Regions from separate parts of the Gossypium hirsutum genome. Here regions 1 and 2 are each linked to region 3. Evidence: chromatin contacts called from public Hi-C data. All regions are on one chromosome and are shown on one strand. The core of a region is the stretch at or near the end of the contact, and the rest is flanking DNA. Distances in the headings are between cores, read along the strand shown. Region 1 holds the start of LOC107955017 (glutamate receptor 1.2). Region 2 holds the start of LOC107955002. Region 3 holds the start of LOC107955010 (transcription factor SCREAM2).

Region 1 (4,012 bases), core at 1,077-3,576, 140 kb after region 3:
TGTTCTTGATGACGCCACATTGGTACATATATTTTGATTGGTTTTTCCAGTTAATTTGATTGAATTAAATGTAAGATTTCATGTGTAACTTGGGAGTAAAACATGGGATTTACTAGTTTTGTTGCCTGGTTTACTGTTGGCTGACTTTGATCATGCTCTTATTGGGTTTCTAGGTTCAAAGCAATCATCATGAATTACATTACTGTGACTTTCATATAGTGTACAGTAGTACATTTAGGGTTCCAGTGCTATATTTTCGTGCTTACTGCAGCGGTAAGTTCTCTTGATGCCGTCACTTCCTACCTCAAGATAGTCATTATTTTCCATGTCAACTTGCGATAGAACATACTCGTTGACATAGTTTAGCTTGTTTGTATGACTTAAATGCATGATATATCTTATATTTGAGAAACCTAACTTGGAATAAACTGATGATATGTGCTCTTTCAAACTAATGATTTCTGTTTATTTTTTAGATTACCATTTTCGTCAATTACTTTTGGTTTGTTGCTATGCGCTTGAGCATTTGGGTTTATAGTAGGTTCGTGTATCCTCTTCTCAAAGAGCTAGTTTCATATCCCTTCTCTCTCCAAATTTGGATGGGGCTAAAAGACCAAAGAGATAACAGTTATACTCTATGCTTTGCTGCATGCTTTGTTAACTGATCATGAAAATGGGTCATCTGATTTGAAGGATTGAAATTGTTCAAAATAAACTGTTGCTTGTCTTGCAGCTGGGAATTTATATCATATTCTAAACTTATGGAACTCTCAGTTCCTGAAAATTTGTGGTGGTCGTGTAATGTAATTATGGATCTCATAAATCTTGCTTAGTGTATCTGAAATACAAGTCCTAGCATTGATTCATGGATGAATTTATGCTTTACATGTTTTCATTGTCTATGATCTGTTCACTTTTCAATTGTCTTCAACAAATAATCTTGTGAAGGATGATAGGTGATTCAATTATTGATGGCTACATGCTAACGAAATTAACCTCTGACAAGTTTTGCTTTGCTAAGATGTGATTTGGCAACTTGAGGCTATTAGAACTAACTTAGAGTAGGTGCTGATAAGCTTAGTTATTAGAATTATCTGTCAGTTGTCATCAAACAGGGCACCAAACAAATAAAGTCATGTTCATGTAAGCTTAACAGTATGAAATTTTATTGCAGCAGGACAGACCCTGTGCTGAGGAATCCCTTCATATAGCATAATTGCACCTTATTGAATAACAAAAGCTGTTAGTAGCAAGTAATTGTTTAATTAAGGGATTATGTCAGGTCATTTGTAATGCTTCTCTGGTTGGTGACTTTGTCTTATATATATATATATATATTAGTATCTGGTTTATGTTGATGGCGGACCAAGGAAACAGGTTGTCATATTCTTGCTTCCTTTGAATGCATGGGTTTATGCAGGTGTATATAGATGAAATCTGGCTTTAAATTATTCGATTCAATATTTATTTGAAGAGTATAAGTGAGATATATATTATACCATTTATAGATGGAAGACCTTTGCCATTGGATGAAATAGAAAAGGAGCTCCCTGCATGCGCTTCAAAGGAATTGTCAAAAAAATGGACATTCATAACTCAAGAGGTATGTTTCTCCTACCTTGCTTTATTAGCTCTTTGCCTTGCAGCTTCCTTGTTTTTAAGAAGTGTTCTAAATTCCTTGCAGATTCATAACTAAATAAAGGAAATGATGGAAAGAAATAATTTTTCCTTCCTCCCTCTTTCCTTCTTTCTCTCCTACCAAACACAATGTTGACCTTTTTTTTTTCTCTCGCTGTTATTGATCCTTCATGCCAAACACAATGACATGACCATAACTTTCCTTTCTTCTTTCTTTTTTGGTAAATCGTTTAGAAGCATGTTATATGAAGATGATATGCGACTATTTTCAATTATAGGAACATCCATGCTTGAAAAGACCATGGTACAAATTACATCCATGTGGGACTGCTGAGTGGATGAAGTTGCTTTTTCTCAGTGACACTGCTAACCCTAAATTTGAAGTGGTGCTGGAACTATATCTTCTATCATGGTTCTCAGTTGTTGGCCAAGTCTTTGGTCTTAGAATCTCTCTTAAAATCTCAAACTAGGGCTGATAGTCAAATTTTACCGTAGGTTCTACCACCATTGAATCCCATATTACAAGTGTTTGTTCTATTTTTCTTCATCTTTTAAATATAAAAGGATTGCTACATCTTCCAGCTAGTTTGAGAACTCAATTCTACCAATACATCATATCCATACTGGAAAATGAAAAGCATACATTATATGCATAATACATATATATATTCCTCGTCATCTATTAGCTTCAAGCAGAGGTTAACTGGGGACGGGACAATATTAGACATGATGCACAAAAAAGATGACATGAATGTATGAATCTCTCAAAATCCATGTAAATGAATATAAAACGTGATTAAACACGTCAAAACTGAAATGTATTAAACATGATTTATGGCATTACTAAATACACAAACAAGACAAATATGCGAACTGTTAGTTCTAAGTAGAGCAGGGATGACTATGTTTAAGAAAGTAAATAAATAACTAAATACACTGGCGGTTAATCGCTGAGCTTGTGATTATTATTAACATGGAACTACTCAGCCACTGATAGCAGTAATTCCGCGACAGGGAAACACAAACTGATAGCAGTAAATAAATAGCTAAAGACGAATTATTGTTTAAAACCCCAAAGGAAATTTGTTAGCTGTTATTTTGGTCTTTGAGCTTTTTCCTGGGAAATTTATCAGATGAACCACGACATTGAAACCATTGCTTCCAGGATTCCCTGTTGTATTTAATACAATATATTGTGTTTTGAAGTTTAATCTATAAATACGTGGTTCAAATTTATCGGTCAACTAAAAGAAGAATAATATCTCTTAGCGTCAAGTCAACTGTTCATGTTGGACTGAGTCACGCTGGGAGTCGGTCAAGTATAGTGTAGTCAATCTCATGTATTCTTCGAATCATAGATGAAGGAATAAAGTAGTCCTTACCGGCAGACTAGAGTTTCGGAAAACTGCTTTTTGGCTGCATGGATTTCGCAAGAAAGGCTAAGTGGACCTTCTTTGTAGTTACAACCTTGTTTAGTCTTGTACAGCCATTGTCAACCAATCATACAAGTATCAATGATACTGCCATAGAAATGATTCATGTAGGGTTGATTCTTGATGCGCAATCTTGGGTGGGAAAAATTGTTGATAGCTGCATTTCCATGGCTATATCCGATTTTTACAGTCAGAATTGTCACTATCAAACAAAACTAGTTGTGCATACCAGAGATTCTGGGGGTGATCCGTTGCTTCTTCTATCCCAAGGTACGTTTCTCTGTATATGACATCTATTTTTTGGTTATGAAAAAGTCCTCACTCGTACACTTACTGATTTGCAGCCTTGGTTCTCTTGGAAAATTTCAAATTGGATGCCATTATTGTTGCGGAAAATTCAGCTGGAGTGAAGATTTTAGCGGAGTTGGGATCTAGAGTAAAAATTCCAATTATTTCACTCTTCGCAGCTGGTCTATCTTTGTCCTCCTTTGAGTATCCTCATTTAATTCAAATTGGTGAAGATGAGTCTTCTCGAGCCAAAGCCATCGCTGCCATTGTTGAAGCATTCAGTTGGAGAAGTGTTATCCTCATTTATGAAGATAATGATTCTGCAAGACCAATCCTTTCTAGTATGACTGGTTTTCGTCTTGATCAGCATGTTGCCCTTCTAACATCATCTACTGATGAAGAAATTGTTGAGCAGCTCATGAAGCTCATGAGTTTGCAGATGACTGTATATGTGGTGCATATGTCACCTATTCTAGCATCTCGACTTTTCTTAAATGCTAAACAGCTTGGAATGTTGACTCAAGGGTATGCTTGGATAACAACTGATATGATTACTAATTTCATGAATTCAATGGATCCATCAGTCTTTGAGTCAATGCAGGGGGTGGTAGGATTCAAACCTCACATTCCGGCATCAAAGGAGCTTCGCAGGT
Region 2 (3,937 bases), core at 177-2,676, 210 kb before region 3:
TTATCATATTTGTTTCCCACAGTCCTCATTGGAAACAGAAAAACTGAGAGCTGATGAGGCAGAAGGAAAGTACAAAGAACTCCAATAATGACGTGAAGAAAAACGAAAAAAACTGGAAGAAACCGAAAAAAAAGTTCAACAACTAGCTGACTCAATGAGAGGGTAGCCTATAATTTGCTTTACTAGTTTGCTATAAAAGCTCATGTTTTTATATTAAGAATATATGATACATACACTTTGCATCTTCATTAATATATGTTTTTATCTCAACTAGCTGACTCAACGTGAAGAGTGTCCACATTAGTTCAATCTCAAGAAAAAGAACACTATATTTCTTCCATCAATTTACACTACCCACTTTCTATAAGCACTAAAGTTCCTCAACCATGCTTGATAACTACAGCTTAGCCAACATAAATGAATCGTCTGTCTTCATGAAATGCAAACAGTAACCATACTAATTTCTTAAGTTTTGATTTCTTTACAATAATTAAACAGAAATGAAGAAGAAGCAGTAATTTAATGGTATTACCTTAAAAAGGCTTGGGCAATTTCACGAACGAGCCTTTCGAAAGGCAGTTTCTTGATGAGTTCAGTACTTTGCTGATACTTCTGGATTTCACTGCATCCAATAGAAACATCATAAGTTCAATTCGTGTAAACAAGAATAAGAAAACGTGTCTAAAAGGGGAAAATAAAAGTTGAGCAGAAAAAGTCTCAACCGAAAAGGGGAAAAGAAAAGTTGAAAGAGGTGAAAGATCGAGTGAGCCAATTGATTGATCTTTCACCGGGGAGAAAGCAACAGAAAGAGCAAACGGAGAGATCTGAAAAGTAAAAAGGGTTCCCATTTTCCAGTGAAACCGAGGACCGAAAGGTCGGTGAGAGATAGCAAAAAGAGTTCCCATTTTCCAGTGAAACCAGTGTCTTGTGGATGCTATCAAGAAAAAAAAAGAAAAAGAAAACGTACCAGGAGATGAAGATGAAGGGCGAATGGATGCTTGATTTGGGGAGGAAGAAATCTGCTGGAGTTAATTTTGGGAAGAAGGGAGGCAGGCTATTTTCGTCTAAAACCTAAACGGTCTTGCTTGAATGGGTATTCAGACCCCCAACCGTGTAATGGCTATTCCGTGGGATGAGGGAATGGGAACGTAATACCTATTTCGTGGAATCACCTAAACGGTGAACCAAACGCCTGCATCACTGTAGCGCGCGGAATTGCTGCGGAATGGAATTGCAATTCCATCCAACCAAACGCAGTGGAAGTGTTTTCTAAAGATGAATAGATACTTCATTGAGCATATTAACAAAATCATGGGTGGATATGGGGACCTTTAGGCCTTTTAGGCTGTAGGATTAGTTTTGGGCCAACTCAGGGTAGACCCAAAGCCACCCTCACCAAGTCGCCAATTGCACAATTTATTATGTGGAATAAAATGGAATTCTTTCTTCATCTTCTTCATCAACAACCAACCTCCGACTTGCTTCTTCGCAACGATTCACGGTCTTCTCTCTCTGCTCCACCAATTCAGCTGGGTTTTTTTCGAGTTTGGAGATAGCTCCTGAAACATGGAACCAAAGATGGAAGATACTTGCCCAATAATCCAACGACCTTCCCTCAAAACTCATCCCCGTTTCAACAATTACTCCTTATGGAAACACAAGGTTCGTCTCCCTCTCTAAGTATTAATTATGGGATTTTCATTTTTGGGTTTTAGGGTTTATCATTTTATCTTTCTTTTATCTGTTGAAAATTTGAAATTGGATGAATATTATTTAAATTGTGGATGATGAAGTGTAGTTGAGAGAAAATTGTTACAAAAGGGTACGAGAAGACCGCACTCGTTTGCTTTGGAAAATGAGGTTGCCTGCTGCCCAATCTTTCAATCACAAGGTTTTTTTTTTTTTTCATTCGAAAATATTTTATCTGGTTTCTATATATTTATTGCCTTTTGCTGCATATTATTAGGTTACCCTGAACTTGGAATATAAAATTTAGGTTTTATTCCAAAATTGTACCCTTGCTACTTATTTAGCCTCTCTTGATAAAATATATGTTGGTTCAGTCTTTATTTTTTCTTCAAATACCTGTGTTCCATCATCCATGCCTGTGTCAGACAGAAAAATCCTTCCAAAACTCTCCAATTACATGAAAAACTTCAGGAAAAAAAATTAAACATGTTCATGACAGATGCATACTTGTATTTAACACGCATATCCAAGTCCAAGTAACATAGGATTATATAGCCTGGTGAAATTTGCTTGTAATATTTGCTGGTATTTTTTTTTGAATTCAGGTGCTTTTTCTTGATTTCTTATAATTCTGTTTCTCTTGAAATAAATTCATGCAGGTGAGTTTATTGGTACATCACTTTTTTTTTCTTTTTTTTTTGTGTTTTCTGGTTTCAGGAGTTTATAAAAACTGCCTTTCAGGACATAGTTTCTGATGAACTTAAAAGAATTAAAGACTCACCAATAAGTGACTGTTTGGAAAGCTCAAACTCTGTTTCCTCAGCCCCTGATGAATTATGGGAATACAGTGGCCTTCAAGATGCGTATCAAGGTGAATGCGAAGAGATATTGCTAGAAATGCAAAGAATATTTTATGAGGATCTCAGGAGAGAGCCAGCAGAGAAAGGTAATTAATAGTCCCACTTTAAAACCACTGTTGTTAAGGCTTCTGTCCTAGTGTTGCACCTGTATTCGTATCTTTCTATAAGTGGGTGAATGATCATGCAAATGCATGACTTTGGAGGTTATATTTGATCAAGTCATCCTTTTTTAGTTCAAATGTTTACTCTAGTTCCTTGCAGAACCAAAAGAAGGAATAGAAAGTTGGGAAGATGAACAAGATGAATACTTGGCCCGTGCAGTTTACGAGCATATGCAATTGAACGATGAGCAGGTACAGTGACAGTAAACTATTCATGTTTCTTTTTCTATGCAAGTGTTAGTATTGTTAACCCGTAGCGAACATTTAATACATAATGTTTTGTAGGTGCAATAAGATGTTTTTGTAGGCAACGTTTTCTGATTGCTTCCAGGAAATTTCTTTATCAGTGTTGTTGTATTATTCTTTTTATGTTCTTAATTCTTATATGTGGTTCTGTATTATAGTTGAATTTTCACCATCATCTGTTAAGTTTTTCAAAATGAATGAAATCAACAAGATTTTCTGATGTTTATGTTAGGTGCAGAAACAGATATGGTGCCCCATCTGTAAGAGAGGAGAGTTGCAACAGAATCATCAACTTATTTATTGTACCCTTTGCAAACTTCAGCTTAACAGAGATGATGAGGTTATCCTATTAACTTTTTCTTTTTTTTTTCTCATACAGTTTCTTTTGCAGTGCAACCAGTTCATTGTTATATCATTTGCACAATGTATCACATTCTAAAAGATCCCTTCATTTCAGAAAAAAACCAAAAAACAAAAAGAAACTTAACCTATGTTGCTGTGACTCTTCATTTTACATTAAGTATGCGCTCGAATATATTTAGATACGAGTACAGAGATATGATCCTCTGAGGATGCAGATATCTAACTGTCCAATACCAATGTCTGACAAGTGCCATCTGAAGTTAAGTTTCAATGAGTTGTCCACATTCTGGTCTTATTTTCAGGTTAATTTGGAAGTTCTACGGGATCGATTAGCTGAAGCACATGTGGATCATTTGGAACGAGGGTGCAGATTGAAACCCAAGTTTTGCCTTGAGACTAAATTTGGTTTAACTGCATTGTACATCCTTTGCCAGGACTGCAGTACCTTCGAGATTGTTATTTAACTTCCTGTTCTAACTGCTTCATAGTTCATAAGAGCATCAGGGGCCTCTGTTTCCCAAAGTTTTAGTTTCGATTTTAGTTTATTCCCTTTTGTCATGCTTCCATTTTATCTGACTATTCTTTCTTCCATTTTAGTTTCAGTATTATTACAGTGAA
Region 3 (4,410 bases), core at 810-3,309:
GTAGTCAGTCTGCTATTCATATACAAAAGGACAATGGGAAGAGAGTCATCAATTTCAGGGTTTCTGACTCATGGTCTATACCATTATTTGAACTTGACTTTTACTGAACTGTTCTTTTCAACAGCAGTTCTATGTAGCAAAGATGCACAGAAAATAACTGAATTTCTTCAATAAAGGCTCATTTCATTTGTAGTTTTAAGTGTTAAACAGAAGAAATAGCTTTCTATATGGCCTTATTTTTTGCACTAGAGTTGGCTAGACTTTGAAAGAAATCGCATTCATCAAAAATTGTTAGACAGATTTTAGTTGAAATCTGTTGGATAGATGTGCAAATTAAAATTGATTTTAAATGGAAATCAACGAAGTAGATGAAGAGAAAAAAGAAGGGCACCTCAGCTCGGAAAACATCCAGTGCAAACCCATTAAAACAGCTGATTACAGCTTGTTGTATGTCCAATCCAAGGTTGTCTAGAGCTCTCATGGTGGAGAGCAAGAGACCTGCCCTGCGAGCACAAAACATGTGAATGTTGACAGCCCTTCCTTCCCTTAATCTTACCTCCACCTGAAAATTGCAAAAATAGAAATATATGAGTTCCCTTAACCTTACATCGACTGACACAACCTGTCGAAAGTTTTTGGCAAGTATATGTCAATCCTTATGTGTGTGTGTATCATGTCCTGACTCATGTCTGACATGAGTTCTACAACCAAATGCAAAGAAACAAAAGCCTAGATATAATCTTAAGAACAATTTTGATCAATGAATAACAAATATCACACTTCTTCAGTTATTGGTGGAGAGGAATTCTAGGCTTCATGGCAAGAAGATTAATACTTTTTCAGTTATTCTTAATAAAATCATAGAGGCAGTTTGACTAAGACTCCACAGTTGAAAGGGATGATACCAACAAGATGCTTGCTTGCAACTGGGGTTTGAGTGTAGTGATTACTTATCCAGAATACTTCTCTATTGTGATTACTATCAGTTTCGCAGATGCTTTTATTGTAGTTGGCTAGGCTCCTCTTTTGCGTGAATAAAGAATTATTTAACCATCAACAGAGCCAAAAACAAATATCACACTTCACAATCCACAAGAAGCGCTTAGTTATTATAAGCAGAAGACAAGAAAACAATAAAAAATATGATAAAAGAGAACAAAGAAAAAAAACAATAATATATATAAGCTCAATTGCGTATATACTTCAGTCCCCTCTATTATATTTGTCCAATGTAAAGTATTTCCAGTTTTCATGATAAGGTCCATCGACAATCTCATCTTGAAACCTACCAAGTTTAGTTCACTTTATCAACTTGTTAATCCAAAACCCAGAAACACAATGATAAATCAAAGAAATTCTTGAAATTGAGAACAAAACCCTAAAATTTTAGCATAAGAAAAAGAATACACCCACCACCGTTCCTTCAGTTTCACAAAAAACCCAGTTGTAAATCATCATTAAAAAGAAAAGAAAGGGAATTGGAATAGTCTCGAAATAAAATCAAGATTCTGAATTAAAGAAAAGAAAAGGCGGTTGTTCTAAAGCTTCTGAAATGGAGAAAAGAGAAGATGCCTTACCTGATAACCAAGACTCGGAATAAGAAAAGAAATTGAGCTATGTTTGTTTGCCTGCGAAGAGAAGATACTCGAGGGAGGGAGAGAAAGCAAGAGAGACTTTTCAGTTTCACAGCTAAGGAAGGAAACGCCCATGTTACAAATACAAAGAAAATAAACTGGGAGCAAATCGGCAGAAAAGAAAAGCAAAAAAACAAGGAAATAAATCGGATGAAGCTAGAAGGAACAGAAGAGAAACAAAGGGGATCGGGGAAGGGTAAAACAGGGACGATTTGCTAAAGCGGTAGCTAATCTGGGCAAAAGAGGGGAATAGAAATCGGTGGTTTTCACTGATTAGGAAAGTAATGGATTACACGCGTATTAGCAATACATTGAACCAAACGACGGAATAGAAAAGGATTAGGTGGGACCCACCGATTAGGGTAGTCAATACACCCAACCAAACATAATGTAAGGTTTTTGGTTTAAAAAGAGTAGCGGCCGTGTCACACGAGGGTGTGAGTTTTTTTTAGCCCGTGCGTGATTTAAATTTCAAACCCAGTCTTCATATGACCTCGGACAAGATCATGTGTCCATATTGGGTCATATTAAGTTATGGGTCATATTGGGTCAAGGAATAAGACAGATTATGGTCATATTGGATCAAGGAAGAGGCAACTGTTGAATCGGTTGGCTACTATTTAGGCAGCTTAGGAAAAATCAAATTCGGATTGGCTTGTCGATATTGAAATACAAATTAGAGAAGAATTGGAGTAAGTCTTACATCACGAAGAATTGTTACAGAAGTAGAAATCTAGATGCGATTGGATCAACTTTGGAGACTGAAATACAAAATTTTTCATAATCGCACGCTTAGAAGAAGGAAGATGAATCATATCTCAACTTTATGAATTAGAGGAGATGAGTGGTGTTTTGAATTAGAAACTCTAAAATCTAAAGCCGTCTCTTTTTACAATAATCTCTATGGTGCAGATTTAGACCCTTTGGAAGCTTTACCTCTAAGCTCTTTTCCTAGGTTGGATTCGAGTGATATTGAATTTTTGGGAAAGAATGTCACTAATGACGAAATTAAGAGAGCACATTTTGAAATGGCACCTCTTATATCCCCAGGTTGTGATGGTTTTCATGCCCTGTTTTTCCATAATCAATAGGACGTAGTGGGAAGTGTTGTTTGTGATTAGGTTAAAAACGTCTTTGATGGAGGCATCAACCTTATTTTGAATAACCCTTTTATTACTCTCATTCCCAAAGTCGCTAATCCGAAAAGTTTCCAACAATTCAGCCTATCAGCTTGTGTTTTGTTCTGTATGAACTGGTTATGAAAGTAATAGCTAATTGGTTTCGGCTTGTTTTTTGTAAAATTATCCCACAAGAAGAAACAGGATTTATAGTAGGAAGGAATATAATTGACAACATTCTCATTGCACAAGAAGTCATTCATTCGATGAAGGGTAAAAAAAACAAGACTCCTTGGATGATGATTAAAATAGATCTCGAAAAAGCTTATGATCGAGTTAGATGGGAATTGATTAATGCTTCTATTCTGGTTGCTAGCATTCCAGATTATTTGGGAAGGGTCATTATGTCCAAAATTTCAAGTTTTACCTTACAAGTTCTTTGGAATGGAGTGCCTACAAGGTGTTTTAAACCTACAAGGGGGATTTGACAAGGGTGTCCTCTATCTCAATATCTGTTCGTTTTGTGTATGGAGTGGCTCGAACATGATATTCACTCCGCGATCTCTAATGGTCAGTGGAATCCAATCAGATTATTTAGGTCAGGTCCTAAATTGTCTCATCTATTTTTTGCTGACGATTTAGTTATTTTTAGTAAAACAGATTAGATGCATGCCAACTATATTAAAGAAGTTTTGGATTGCTTCTGTTCTTACTGGAGTCATAAAGTTAATGCACACAAGACAAGCATTTGTTTCTCTCATTCTGTTGGTGAGATTTATGCTGATCGTATTAACTGCTGAATGGGTTTCAAAAGGGTTAATGATCTTGGTTCTTATCTTAGGGTTCCTCTTTTCCATGAAAGGGTAACTAAAAGTACTCTTAACTTTGTGGTGGATAAGGTATGTAGTAAGCTTTTTAGCTGGGATGCAAGAAAGCTGTCTCTTGCAGGACGAGTCACTTTAGCTCAATCGGTGTTACTCACAATACCTAATTATTTTATGCAATCGATGAGAATTCAAAAATGGGTCTGTGATGAAATTGAGAGATTAACCAGACAATTCATTTGGGGGTCTTCTAATGGGCAGAGGAAGTTGGCTTTGGTTAGTTGGGATTCAGCTTGGCAACCTCGTTCTTGTGGGGGCCTTGGGTTAAGAAGACTTCAAGATCAAAATACTTTGTCTCTTATGAAATTGGGGTTTAATTTAGTCTCAAACATATACTCTTTGGGTGAAAGTTCTTCGGTCTAAATATGGCGCGCGAGATACTCTTCCGGATAGCATATTGCATGGAAACAGCTCTTTTCTTTGGAAGGGATTATCTAAGGTGTGCCCGTTTCTTAGAGATAATCTGGTTTGTTCAGTGGGGGATGGAACCAGATTATTATCTTGAAGATATGGTCACTCCTGATGGTGCTTAGAATATCGATTTCTTTCGCATTTATGTTCCTAAAAATATCATTCGACATATAGTGAGTATTCCCCCTCCTAATCTTGATATTGGGTCAGATAGGATTTCTTGGTTACAGAACTCAAAAGGTGATTTTTCGATTAAGAGTGCTTACTGGTCTTTGAAAGAGAATAGCTAGAATTCTAAAGATCCAACATGGAAAACACCTTGGGATTTTAAGGGACCTCAGATAGTATGAGTTTTTCTTTGGC

Evidence for each region. A called contact is a pair of places that touch in the nucleus more often than the background predicts.
Region 1: a contact with region 3 is called in a Hi-C map of leaf, with 4 times the contacts expected there. The contact joins the promoter of LOC107955017 here to the promoter of LOC107955010 in region 3. A contact is called at or near these places in 7 of 34 Hi-C or Micro-C datasets (all in leaf).
Region 2: a Hi-C map of leaf shows a contact between it and region 3, with 4 times the contacts expected there. The contact joins the promoter of LOC107955002 here to the promoter of LOC107955010 in region 3. A contact is called at or near these places in 5 of 34 Hi-C or Micro-C datasets (hypocotyl and leaf).

The regions. Positions count from the first base shown.
Region 1 is chrD07:53,683,285-53,687,296 of Gossypium_hirsutum_v2.1, forward strand. LOC107955017 (glutamate receptor 1.2) reads left to right here and starts at 2,327. Exons shown (of 5, transcript XM_016890717.2): 1 at 2,327-3,341; 2 at 3,416-4,012. The coding sequence starts at 3,059. LOC107955018 (ubiquitin-like-conjugating enzyme ATG10) reads left to right here. Exons shown (of 7, transcript XM_041097842.1): 4 at 1-22; 5 at 174-273; 6 at 1,509-1,603; 7 at 1,685-2,223. The coding sequence ends at 1,696.
Region 2 is chrD07:53,337,847-53,341,783 of Gossypium_hirsutum_v2.1, forward strand. LOC107955002 reads left to right here and starts at 1,427. Exons shown (of 6, transcript XM_016890701.2): 1 at 1,427-1,662; 2 at 1,799-1,891; 3 at 2,407-2,635; 4 at 2,811-2,902; 5 at 3,195-3,296; 6 at 3,622-3,937. The coding sequence starts at 1,567. The coding sequence ends at 3,783. It overlaps LOC107955003 (a long non-coding RNA gene), which reads right to left and starts at 1,249. Exons shown (of 3, transcript XR_001699787.2): 1 at 968-1,249; 2 at 533-622.
Region 3 is chrD07:53,542,495-53,546,904 of Gossypium_hirsutum_v2.1, forward strand. LOC107955010 (transcription factor SCREAM2) reads right to left here and starts at 2,060. Exons shown (of 3, transcript XM_016890713.2): 1 at 1,578-2,060; 2 at 392-562. The coding sequence starts at 1,709.